Linked DNA regions of Sus scrofa: regions 2 and 3 are each linked to region 1. The links are chromatin contacts, called in public Hi-C maps. All regions are on one chromosome and are shown on one strand. The core of a region is the stretch at or near the end of the contact, and the rest is flanking DNA. Distances in the headings are between cores, read along the strand shown. Region 1 holds the start of LIN7C (protein lin-7 homolog C). Region 2 has its middle 44 kb from the start of SLC5A12. Region 3 holds the start of KIF18A (kinesin-like protein KIF18A).

The links. A called contact is a pair of places that touch in the nucleus more often than the background predicts.
Region 2: a Hi-C map of embryonic fibroblasts shows a contact between it and region 1, with 2.2 times the contacts expected there. The contact joins the enhancer-like site here to the promoter of LIN7C in region 1. A contact is called at or near these places in 11 of 47 Hi-C or Micro-C datasets (embryonic fibroblasts, epiblast stem cells, fetal heart ventricle and 7 more).
Region 3: a contact with region 1 is called in a Hi-C map of embryonic fibroblasts, with 2.8 times the contacts expected there. The contact joins the promoter of KIF18A here to the promoter of LIN7C in region 1. A contact is called at or near these places in 1 of 47 Hi-C or Micro-C datasets (embryonic fibroblasts) and 1 of 2 datasets of contacts at active chromatin or transcription factors (alveolar macrophages).

The regions. Positions count from the first base shown.
Region 1 is chr2:32,843,363-32,846,754 of Sscrofa11.1, forward strand. LIN7C (protein lin-7 homolog C) reads left to right here and starts at 1,566. Exons shown (of 5, transcript XM_003122904.4): 1 at 1,566-1,897. The coding sequence starts at 1,861.
Region 2 is chr2:33,515,252-33,518,643 of Sscrofa11.1, forward strand. No RefSeq gene overlaps it. Among named protein-coding and RNA genes, the nearest start is that of SLC5A12, 44 kb to the right of the region's middle. Within about 2 kb of position 1,915, at least 4 of the 83 cell types and tissues checked have an H3K27ac peak or open chromatin away from gene starts, as enhancers often do. A contact at or near this core is called in embryonic fibroblasts, where this site is marked.
Region 3 is chr2:32,242,280-32,245,671 of Sscrofa11.1, forward strand. It overlaps KIF18A (kinesin-like protein KIF18A), which reads left to right and starts at 1,794. Exons shown (of 17, transcript XM_003122903.4): 1 at 1,794-1,915. METTL15 (probable methyltransferase-like protein 15) reads right to left here and starts at 1,795. Exons shown (of 7, transcript XM_005654689.3): 1 at 1,652-1,795. The coding sequence starts at 1,790.

The DNA of each region.
Region 1 (3,392 bases), core at 316-2,815:
AATGAACAGAGCATCAGTGTTGACAGTCAGGTGGCGGAATATATGCGTAAGCAGAGTCTTCAAAGGAGAGGAGGTGGAGAATTGAGGAAGAAATATTTGAAGAGTCAAGGGCAATGTCTGCATTTGTCTTTCTCCACATGATATTCTCAATGTCTAGCAAGGTGCCCGATATAGACCTTAAATATTTAGCAAAAGTTCTTGAACATCTGTAGCAACAAATGACAGCAATGAATAAGAGATGAAAAGTACATGAATGCTTTTGCAGGACATAAGGGCCATTAAGGACCAAAGAAGGGAAACAGAATGGCCAAAAGGGAAACTTAGTGGAAGTGGCATATCTTCCACAGACCTGGAGGATGGGTTCAGTTTGAGGATGTACAGAGTATGGAAAACTAGAAGCGATGAAGAAAGGCATTCTACATAAGTACAAAATAAATGAAGACTTGGAAGCAAGAAGAAGCATGGTTTTAAACATTCCACCTCTACTGGAGTGGTTATTCCATTTGAGGGATGAGAAATGAGGTTAGATGAGTTAGGATCAGAGTTTGCAAGGCTTTAGGAATAGGAATTGGGGGGGGGGAAGCCATTGAAAGTTTTTGAGCAGTAACCTTTGATGATGGAATCAGGGTTCAAGGGGGAAAAAAGAGTCTAATGGTGGCATTCATGATGGAAGAGAAGAAAATACTATAGTTGAATGGAAAGGATGTATGGGGCAACAGAGAGGTCGTTAAAACCATCTTGTCATGAAGTGTTAAACACTCCTTTGTAAGAGCACCCCACAGATTAGCAGTGCAGACTGGAGCTTGAATAAATACTAGTGGAATTGAAATGCTGGGCAAATTAATATTTCACACTCAAATTAAGGCCTAAAATTGGTTTTGGCTCATGAAATTTTCAAAAGTAGTCCTAAGAATCTAGAGTGTTTTAAGAATATTATTTGCTTCCTAATATTTCATTTATATAAGGTTTTTGATGAGCTTTTAAAAATTCCTACTTTGAGATGCACCCAAGTGTCTTGTTTTCTCACTCACCCAAGAGTGTTTCATGACTTTTGCACTTTCCATCCTTTTTTTTTTTGCCTTTTGTGTTTTTTAGGGCCGCACCCAGGGCATATGGAGGTTCCCAGGTTAGGGGTCTAATTGGAGCTGTAGTTGCAGGCCTACACCACAGCCACAGCAATGGCAGATCTGAGCCCACAGCTCACAGCAATGCCGGATTCTTAACCCACCGAGCAAGGCCAGGGATGGAACCCGAAATCTCATGGTTCCTAGTAGGATTCGTTTCCGCTGCGCCAGGACGGGGAACTCCGTACTTTCTATCCTTATTCTCAGATTTCTAGGGAAGATCTATGCCTTGGATTGGTAAATTAATTAAAGCAATGGAGCCACAAATGCGGAATTTATAATATCTCACTTACACACGTCACCGAATCTCACTTAGAATCTAAAGAAATCGGAGATCGGACTCTTTGTCCGACAGAGGGGAAGACTGAGGCCGAAAGAAGGTAAGTGAGCAGTCCAGGCTCACAGAACCAAGGGGTAACAAGAATCCAGACTCCACCACATGGAGCCAAGGGTTGCAAACGGGTGGGATAGCTAAGAATGGGGAAAGAATTGGGAGGGAGACTCTTTTCAACTATAGGAGGCCGGGGGATTGGAGAACCTGACAAGCACTGAAGATGCAGCCCAAGGCCACCCTCTGGAGCCCGCTCAGCCCACGGGAAGATCCCCGCGAGCCCCAGCTCGGTTGCTCCCGCTCTCGCGATACTGGCTCGGTTGCTCCCGGCTCCTGCTAAGCCCCGCCCCTCCACCGCAGCCCCTCTATCGTCATTTCCTGTGGGTCTGCAGGCAAAGGGAGAAGATGGCGGCGTTGGGGGAACCTGTGCGACTGGAGAGGGGTGAGTGGGGACTAGGCCGGGACTGTCGTGGACGGAGAAGGTGGGGGAGTGCCTTTCCGCCGTGGGGGTGGGGGGCAGCTAAGCTCTGAGATCTGGAATCAGTCTTTTCTTCGCGCTGGCGCCGGTGGCCGCCGACGTTGCTGCGCCTGGCCCCAGGGGGAGAGCTTGCTGCTCTTGACTGATACCCAGACCCACCTCTATTCACACGGACAGTCGCGAAGCACAGTACTGTTCGACCCCACCTGTCTGCGTTCGCAAACACACTCTGCACACGCGTTCTCTGGATGGGTATGGCAGACGCAGCGTTCGGAGACGTGTCTAGCTAAGCAAACATCACACGCCCAGTTGTACAGACTACACTCACTGCCCGTATTGACCTGTGCACAATCCAGTGTCCCCGCCTTACTCACACAGCCCGGCTTCACAGTACATTGCCACAGAACCCACCTTATTTATGCACGAACGCTGTCGTTACTTCGACCACAACCCCACTTGTATTTCTATCGGGTTGTGTTCTGGCTGTGGTCCCCCTCCCCGTACGGAGAAGGTGCTTTAAAAACAATCTTACTAATGTCCAGGGAAGAAGGTTACATAACTAGTTGGAATTGTGGTAGATTGTAAAATACTTAATAGTGTAGTTTTTTTCCTTCTTTACAAATCCTACAATTGCTAACTGGCTGGGTGCTTGCTTTGTAGAGCAGGCTGTCAAGGAAAATAAAACCTTTCTGCTGAATGACTGGAAATCGAAAAGCCAGTTAAAGTACATAGCTATGAGCCTAGAAGAGGCCTGTTGAAGATTTTCAGCATTCCCCTCTTTCCTCCCAAGTCCTTTTTTTCAAATAACTTCATGCATACTTTTGACATGCTAGTATTAGGAGTCGTAAGAGTCAAAAAGTATGAAGTACACATATGGAGTACTAGTGATAAAGTATAGGATGGAGATTGAAAATATCTTGCAGATATTAACTTTTGCATTTACTGTCTGAGTGTTAAGTAACTTCCGCTCTAAGGAGAGAATGCATTTTTAGAATTATTGTAGTTGGTGAACTCTTTCCTTGTGCCTTTACAGAAACAAATGCACACTAGACATTGTTTATTCCTTATGGTGTTCACTACTTGTAAGTTACTTTACAAGTGATGTTGTTTTCCTCCAGCCTACCAGACCTTTAATTAAAGTATCATCTTTGACAGAGGAGTAGCTACTCTGGGAAGACTTGCTAAGTTAGGGGGAAACTATGACATCTTCTTCCTGAGCACAATGGCACTGTGCTTTGTAGATGGGAACAAATCTGTTTGGTGTTAGCAGGAGTAGGTGTTTTTCTTTGAAAGCCAGTTGTAGGCTTCTAACATGTTGGCGGTCTTTTGTGTTTTTAAGTGCAGTACAAAATGTGAAACTTCACCTCTGGCATTTAGTTGTGGTAGTCATGGCTTTGTTTTTTTTTTCTGTTTCAGAGTTCATTTCGGTTCCAAATGCTCAGCACCTTAGTAGGATGAA
Region 2 (3,392 bases), core at 665-3,164, 670 kb after region 1:
CATAACAGGGTGAAATCCTGGCTATTCTTAATAAAAAATATTTGAAAGATAGACGCTAACTCCTAGACATTATGAGAAAGCTGGGAAACTACCCCCCAAAAAAGATAGGAAAAGTCCACTCTAGCTACCTAGATAATAAGAACATCTTTAATTCTCATGAAGGGACACTTCTTAAATGAAAATGTGTGCCCATTCTTATTCTCAGTCTGACTCATTTTGTATGAGACTAAGTATCCTGGGCAAAATGAGTCTAAATGCTCAGTTATATGAACATTTCTACACTAGAGAATAGTTTTTTTGTGTGTTTTTTTTTGTAGGGCCACACTCATGGCATATAGAGGTTCCCAGGTTGAATCGGAACAGTAGCTGCTGGCCTACACCACAGCCAGAGCAATGCAGGATCCAAGCCACGTTTGCAACCTACACCACAGCTCATGGAAATGCCGGATCCTTAACTCACTGAATGAGGCCAGGGATCGAACCCGAAACCTCATGGTTACTAGTTGGGCTCGTTAACTGCTGCACCACAATGGGAACTCCCTGAGAATAGCATTTTAATTATAACTTTGGAGTTCCTGTTGTGGCTCAGCTGGTTAGGAACCCGACATAGTGTCTAGGAGGATGCAGGTTTGATCCCTGGCCTTGCTCAGTGGGTCAAGGATCTGGTGTTGCCACAAAATATGATGTAGTTTGCAAATGCAGGTGCAATTCGACCTTCCGTATACTGCAGGTGCAACCATTCAAAAAAAATAAAAAAATATAATCTCTCCACTTACCCTGATTCATTTCAAATTTAATTTGTTGTTCTCACTAAGAGAAGGGAAGAAAATATGCTGAAGGTTGTAAAAACAGCAAGTGTGAATCACCAAGGTGAATTGCACAAACACAAAATAGAAGAGATAAGGAACACAGGGGAGAAGCTTCGGGATTTTAGACATCATTAGGTGCAAATAGCATAATGTAGTTACTAAATATTCATTTACTCATAGGCTCTACTGAGAGTCAAGATATCAAAATCAAGAAAGTAATAGATGATTTCTAATAGATATGTTCAGATCATGCTGGGAAAATCAGCCTTAACATTGACATGAGAAGAAATTATTCTAGTATGTTTGTAAACACACACACACACACATACACATTTGTAAAGAGTAGGTCCTACTTCATCAGCTTGCATCATATATGAAGTCACAAAATATAGTATTTGAATAAATTGCTCAAACCCTCATTGGTCTAACTTGGCAGGATGTCCTGTTTCTCTTATTCTCCACCTTCTTGTTTCTGAAAACCCCCAGAGGTTGCTCAGTTCCAAGAGATTGATTACATCTAGGTTCCAGATGCCAGGCAAAGAGAACTAAAGAGCTAAAATAGTTCCTAGGCTCGTCTCGAATGCCATCATTCCTATGTATGTCAATGAAAACTTGTATCTAAAATTATTACACATACTAGTCACTACTGTAGTTACACTCTTTCTGCTTCAGATCTTTTCAGAGGCTACATACGCTACCCTAACCCTATCCCATACCTATGTATTGGTAAAGGGAATGTGGCCAAGATTGGTTAGATAGTAAATAGTATTTTTTTCCCCTTGGGCACATAGGGCAACTCTATTTCCTAGCCTCCTTTGAAATTAGGTTGAATAGATTCTGAGAAATGCATGTGAAAATAAGTGAGGTCTGGCAATTTCAGACTTGTGCATAATACCCTGAATACTTGCCCATGCTATTTCTTCCCCATGCACAGAAAATATCGTTATGCATTAAAATGGTGACATCATAAGATGGAAGGAGCCTGGATCCCTGACTGATTATGTAGAAGGTCTTGTGCAATAGGAGAGCTGTACAAGCGAGCTATCAGGGGGAGCTGTCCACCACACTGGAAGCGATACATAAGCCTTTATCTTGTTAAACCACAGAGATTTTGAGTGATTGTTACTACAGCATAAACTATGAGTAAAACAGAGAGCTCACCACTTGATTCCTTTGAGGATTATGATTTGCCAAGAATATACTCATACCCTTAGTCATTAATTCCAAAGCATAACCTTTTGACTAAACTAGCTTAGTTAGTCATGAACCATGTTAGAGTCAGTTCTCTTCTCCAACCATGCAAAGGTCTAGAACAATAAGCCAGATGTCTGTTTCTCCTGTTGCTAGTTCAGGTTTGGATCTCTTGGTATATTTTCTACTTGTCACATCTCAGTTGGGAACATCTCGACCCATCAGAAAATCTCCAATAGAGTTTAACTTCAGAAGCCAGTATATAAGGCATTCATTTCTTTTCAGGAGGCTCCAGATTTACCCAAATGCTCCCCAGGAGTCAGCTCTATGTGCCAAGGAGATTGAGGGGGCACAACATTTGTCAGTAATTGAGAAGCTGTGTTAAATTCTTCCTCTGGAACAGAGTTAGACAAACTATAGCATGCTGGCAAAATCTCGTCAGGGCCCCATTTTGGTATGGCCTGTAAACCAAGAATGGTTTTAACCTTTTTTTTTTTTTCTTAATAAATGAAGAAGAAAGAAGAGGAGGAGTAGGGGGAAAGCAGCAGCAATAGAGGCCTTAAGTGACCCATAAATCTTTTAAGCAGTTGTTTCATTTCCTCCCTGCCATTTTATAGCAGATGCTTCTCTGCTTTAGAGAATCAGGGGCTACAACTAACATATTTACATAGCTATTAGGAAGTAGCTAAATGACATTTTCTGGAAAAAAACAATCTACTCCAATGGGATTTTTGTGTGTGTGTCTCTTTTCAGAAATAGACATAGAAGTCATCATTTTTTACATTTTGTTTCACACAACTATCCTGCTAACAGTTAACAGTGCATGTTTGCATGTGAGTAATTTTGGAAGGTTTTATGCCAAAATATCAAAGGGGGCCCTTTTGCCTGGAAATTTTTATAGGTCATTTAAAAATACTTTTTTTGTCTGTGTTTTCTCATTTTTCTTCAGTAAATAATTATTATTTGTATTATTTTCAAAAAGGAATTTTGTTTAGTTCTGGGTGACATGAAAAATAGATCAACATATCGAATGAATCTAGAGGTAAGGCCTAGGAGAAACAATTTCAGGAACTAGGGAGAATTTTTCTGGAGAAGAGAAAACTCAGAGTTGCATTGACAGTATCTCTGAAATTTCATTAGGATCCATCAGAAAAGAAAGGCATTTAAGTTAGTTTGTGTGATTAAAAGGAATGAGATTAGGACAATAAAGCATAGCCTGCAGGGAGACAAATTTCTGCTCATTATAAGAAAACTTTTTCTGGGGAGTTCCCATTGTGGCTCAGTGGTTAATGAATCTGACTAGGAACCATGAGGTTGTGGGTTCGGTCCCCAGCCTGGCTCAGTGGGTTAAGGATCTGGCATTGCCTTGAGCTGTGGTACAGGTTGCAGACA
Region 3 (3,392 bases), core at 544-3,043, 600 kb before region 1:
GCAAGACTGGTCAGCCTATAATGTGCTTGTCAAAAGAGACACAATTTGAAACACTTCTACTTACTTATTCACTAGCAATCAACGAAATTTTACAAGAAATTGACAAACATGTCTATTTTCAGAATAGATTAAGATAGCATATTGATATCACTTACTCTAGAAAGTATTTCAGAAACAAATGACTCCATTCTGAATTGGCTAGGTTGTACAGTTCAAGAGAAATATTTTCCTTTAGAGATTTTCCGAAAACTCTAGTGTCCCTTCAGTAAAATGGATAGTATCTACATTTCATAGGCTGTTTTGAGAATTAAATAATTAGATTAACATATGTACAATTAAATAAAATGCCCGAGATGTCAAAGGCAGACTATAGAGTACATATTTGAAATAAAATAAAAAGGCTTCTCAATTTTATACAATACCCAGTACCATACAAATCACTATCTCATTAGCTAAGATATATGTAATACAGCCAACAATTAGTAGCTTTGCTGATACTCTATCCACCATTCACAAACAATCATATAACATGCATCATATACAATAGTGCTTCTGATTTTCAATAAGAAAAAATGTCTATAATATGAAGGTTTCACCTATAATACTTTTCATTTAGTATTGTACTATCCAACATACATGGTGATGTTGAATCACTAGAATATAAACTCCAAGAGGGCAGGGATTTTTGACTCAATTGTGTGCTAGTATGTCTTTAAAATCTACAATAATAACTGCTAAATCAACAGATACAACAAGAACATAAAGAACAACAATAAAACTCAGACCATACTATTAAAAATATCCTGAGGAGTTCCCACTGTGGCACAGTGGGTTAAGAATTCGACTGCAGAGGCTCAGATCACTGTGGACACTCAAGTTCTATCCCTGGCCTAATGCAGTGGCTTAAAGTATCCAGCACTGCTGCAGATGTGGAGTAGGTCACAGCTGGGGCTCAAATGCAGTCCCAGACCTGGGAAATTCCATATGCCACGGTTGTGGCCATTAAAAAAATTACACACACACACACACACACACACACCTTGAGAAATAAAAGGTGAATTCTCTTAGAAAATACATTTCCCATTTTTTTCCAGTTTTTTTTTTTTTAAGGTGTGCATTCTAAAATAATACCTACAACCTGGGACTTAAAATCCTACTCCATCCAACAATGAACTAGGCCAATAAATTTAAATGAATTTATTTTGTAACGCCAGCATTAGAAAGAAATGTAAAAAACAGCCATACAACAAATAGTTTCACAGTCAATACTAAGGGGGTAGGCCTGGGCCCTCAAACCAAAAATCCTGAACTTTCAATTAATTGAGACGAATTGACCCCAGTTTGGTCCAAGTGAAAGTGTAAGTCGCCAGAAGAAACAGGTCCCTATACCTTCAGATCCTGGACCTGTTCCTTGAAGACCTCATTTCCGAATAGAGGAAAGGAGAAAATAAACACCCAGAACCCATTTATCCACACCCAACAGGCTCCGCCACTGCCCCTAGGAGAGGGGAACCGCCAACCCCTGCCAATACCCATCTCACTCACACCCAGAACCCTGGGACAGATCGGCCCCGCACCCCGCAGTCGAAAGGCTGCCTGAAGATCCCAGGTGGCTGCCTCCCACCTGCAGCTCCGGTTTAGCCCCGCCCACCTCGGCCAACACCTCCGGAAACTGCTGTTCTCGTTGCCACGGTGACGCGAAGCCAGGCAACTACCCTTCCGCAGCGCCTCTGAGACTCCAGGCGCCAAACTGCCGCGCGCCATCGCGAAGTCTTGCGTGATGACGTCATGAAAACCAGCCAATGAAACGAGGCGCTGAGGAAGCTGGCTTAGGTTTGAATCTCGTGGCTGAGTTTGAAACGCCGGCAGGCGGACCTTGAAGTTAAGTGTCTCCGTAACTTGTCCTGGGCCTGAGGTAAGTGAAAGGCAAGAGGAGAAAAATTCTGGTCTCGGGGAAGATTTTTTGAATGACCTGTCTCTCTGGAAGTGGAGGGGTCCCGAGGCATCAGGGGAAGAGGACCGTGTGGGCTTGTTGACAAACAGGGAAGCGTTAAGTGGGGCGGTGGGGGGAGGGTGGGCCTGGTTAGGGTCCCTGAGGTGAAAGTGAAAGAAGAAACTCGAGAACCCACTAAAATGTGACTGTGCCAGATTGGGAGACCTCGACTGCTTAACAGAAAGGGCAGGGATCTTCTGCTTTAAATTCTGAGGAAGTCGGAAATGTTAAAGGGCATCCTGGCCGCTGTCCCAGACTTTGGCAGAGCACTTTAACTGTCCGGCACCTTACAGTGTAAAGTTTCTTCCGCACTGCAGAGTGTTTTGTTTCAGACACAGATGTAAATGTAACTCAGGGCTTAACTGTCAAATGAGGAGCTTTGGTTCACAAATTTATAAACTTTTTGTCCGGCGAGGTTCTGCTGTTAGCCTGGCCGGGAACCGGCCCTGAGCCCCAGTTGTAGCATCAAGGTAGGACCTGCCAGCACTGCCTAACGGGGTTGCTGAGGATCAGGTGAGCTTCAGAAGGGATTCTGGATGACAGAGTGCTCCGCAAGAGAAAGGGACTTTAAGCACTGAGAATCATTTCTACCTTTTAATCTTAGTTTCTGAGAGACTTGCCTTGAGGAACTCATTAGGTACTCAGTTTCACAGAAGTGAAGACAGTGCTGTTTACTCTGTGAGAAGAGATTATTTGACCAGAATTTAATAATTTAGTTGTACAGTACATATATGGTTTAGGTTACTAACTATTAACAATCAGGTAGAGTGTGTGAGGAATACTACAGATTTTAGTTGGTAGTGTTGTTCCACTACAGTCAGCGCCTCCACCTTGTATTTGGGGAAGTTTCTCCTTGATGCTTAAATCTAAGTAGAAGCATTGGCTTTAACATGAAAGTTATTTCCAGTAAGAGGTTTATGTTGCATAGAGACTATGCATGATAGGGTAGAGGATAGTTCCTGGTCCTTAAAAAAAAAAAAAAAAAAAATGTCTGTTGGATTTGAATCTAATTCAGATATGAATTTGTATTTAAGAAATAATTTATGGAGTTCCCATTGTGGCCCAGCATAAACTAATCTGACTAGCATCCATGAGGATACAGGTTCGATCCTTGGCCTCATTCAGTGGGTTAAGGATCCAGCATTGCCATGGGCTTTGGTATAGGTCTCAGCTGCAGCTTGGATCTGGCATTGCTGCAGAGTAGGCCAGGGATTACAGCTCTGATTCGACCCCTAGCCTGGGAACCTCCATATGCTGCAGGTGCGGCCCTAAAAGACCAAAAAAGAAAAGAAAAAGAAAGAAAGAAAGAAAAGAAATAATTGATAACTCTGTCATACCACCTTCGAGAAAAGTCATACATTTCTGTTCCATTGTTTAAAAGCCTTCTGTTCTGATTCTA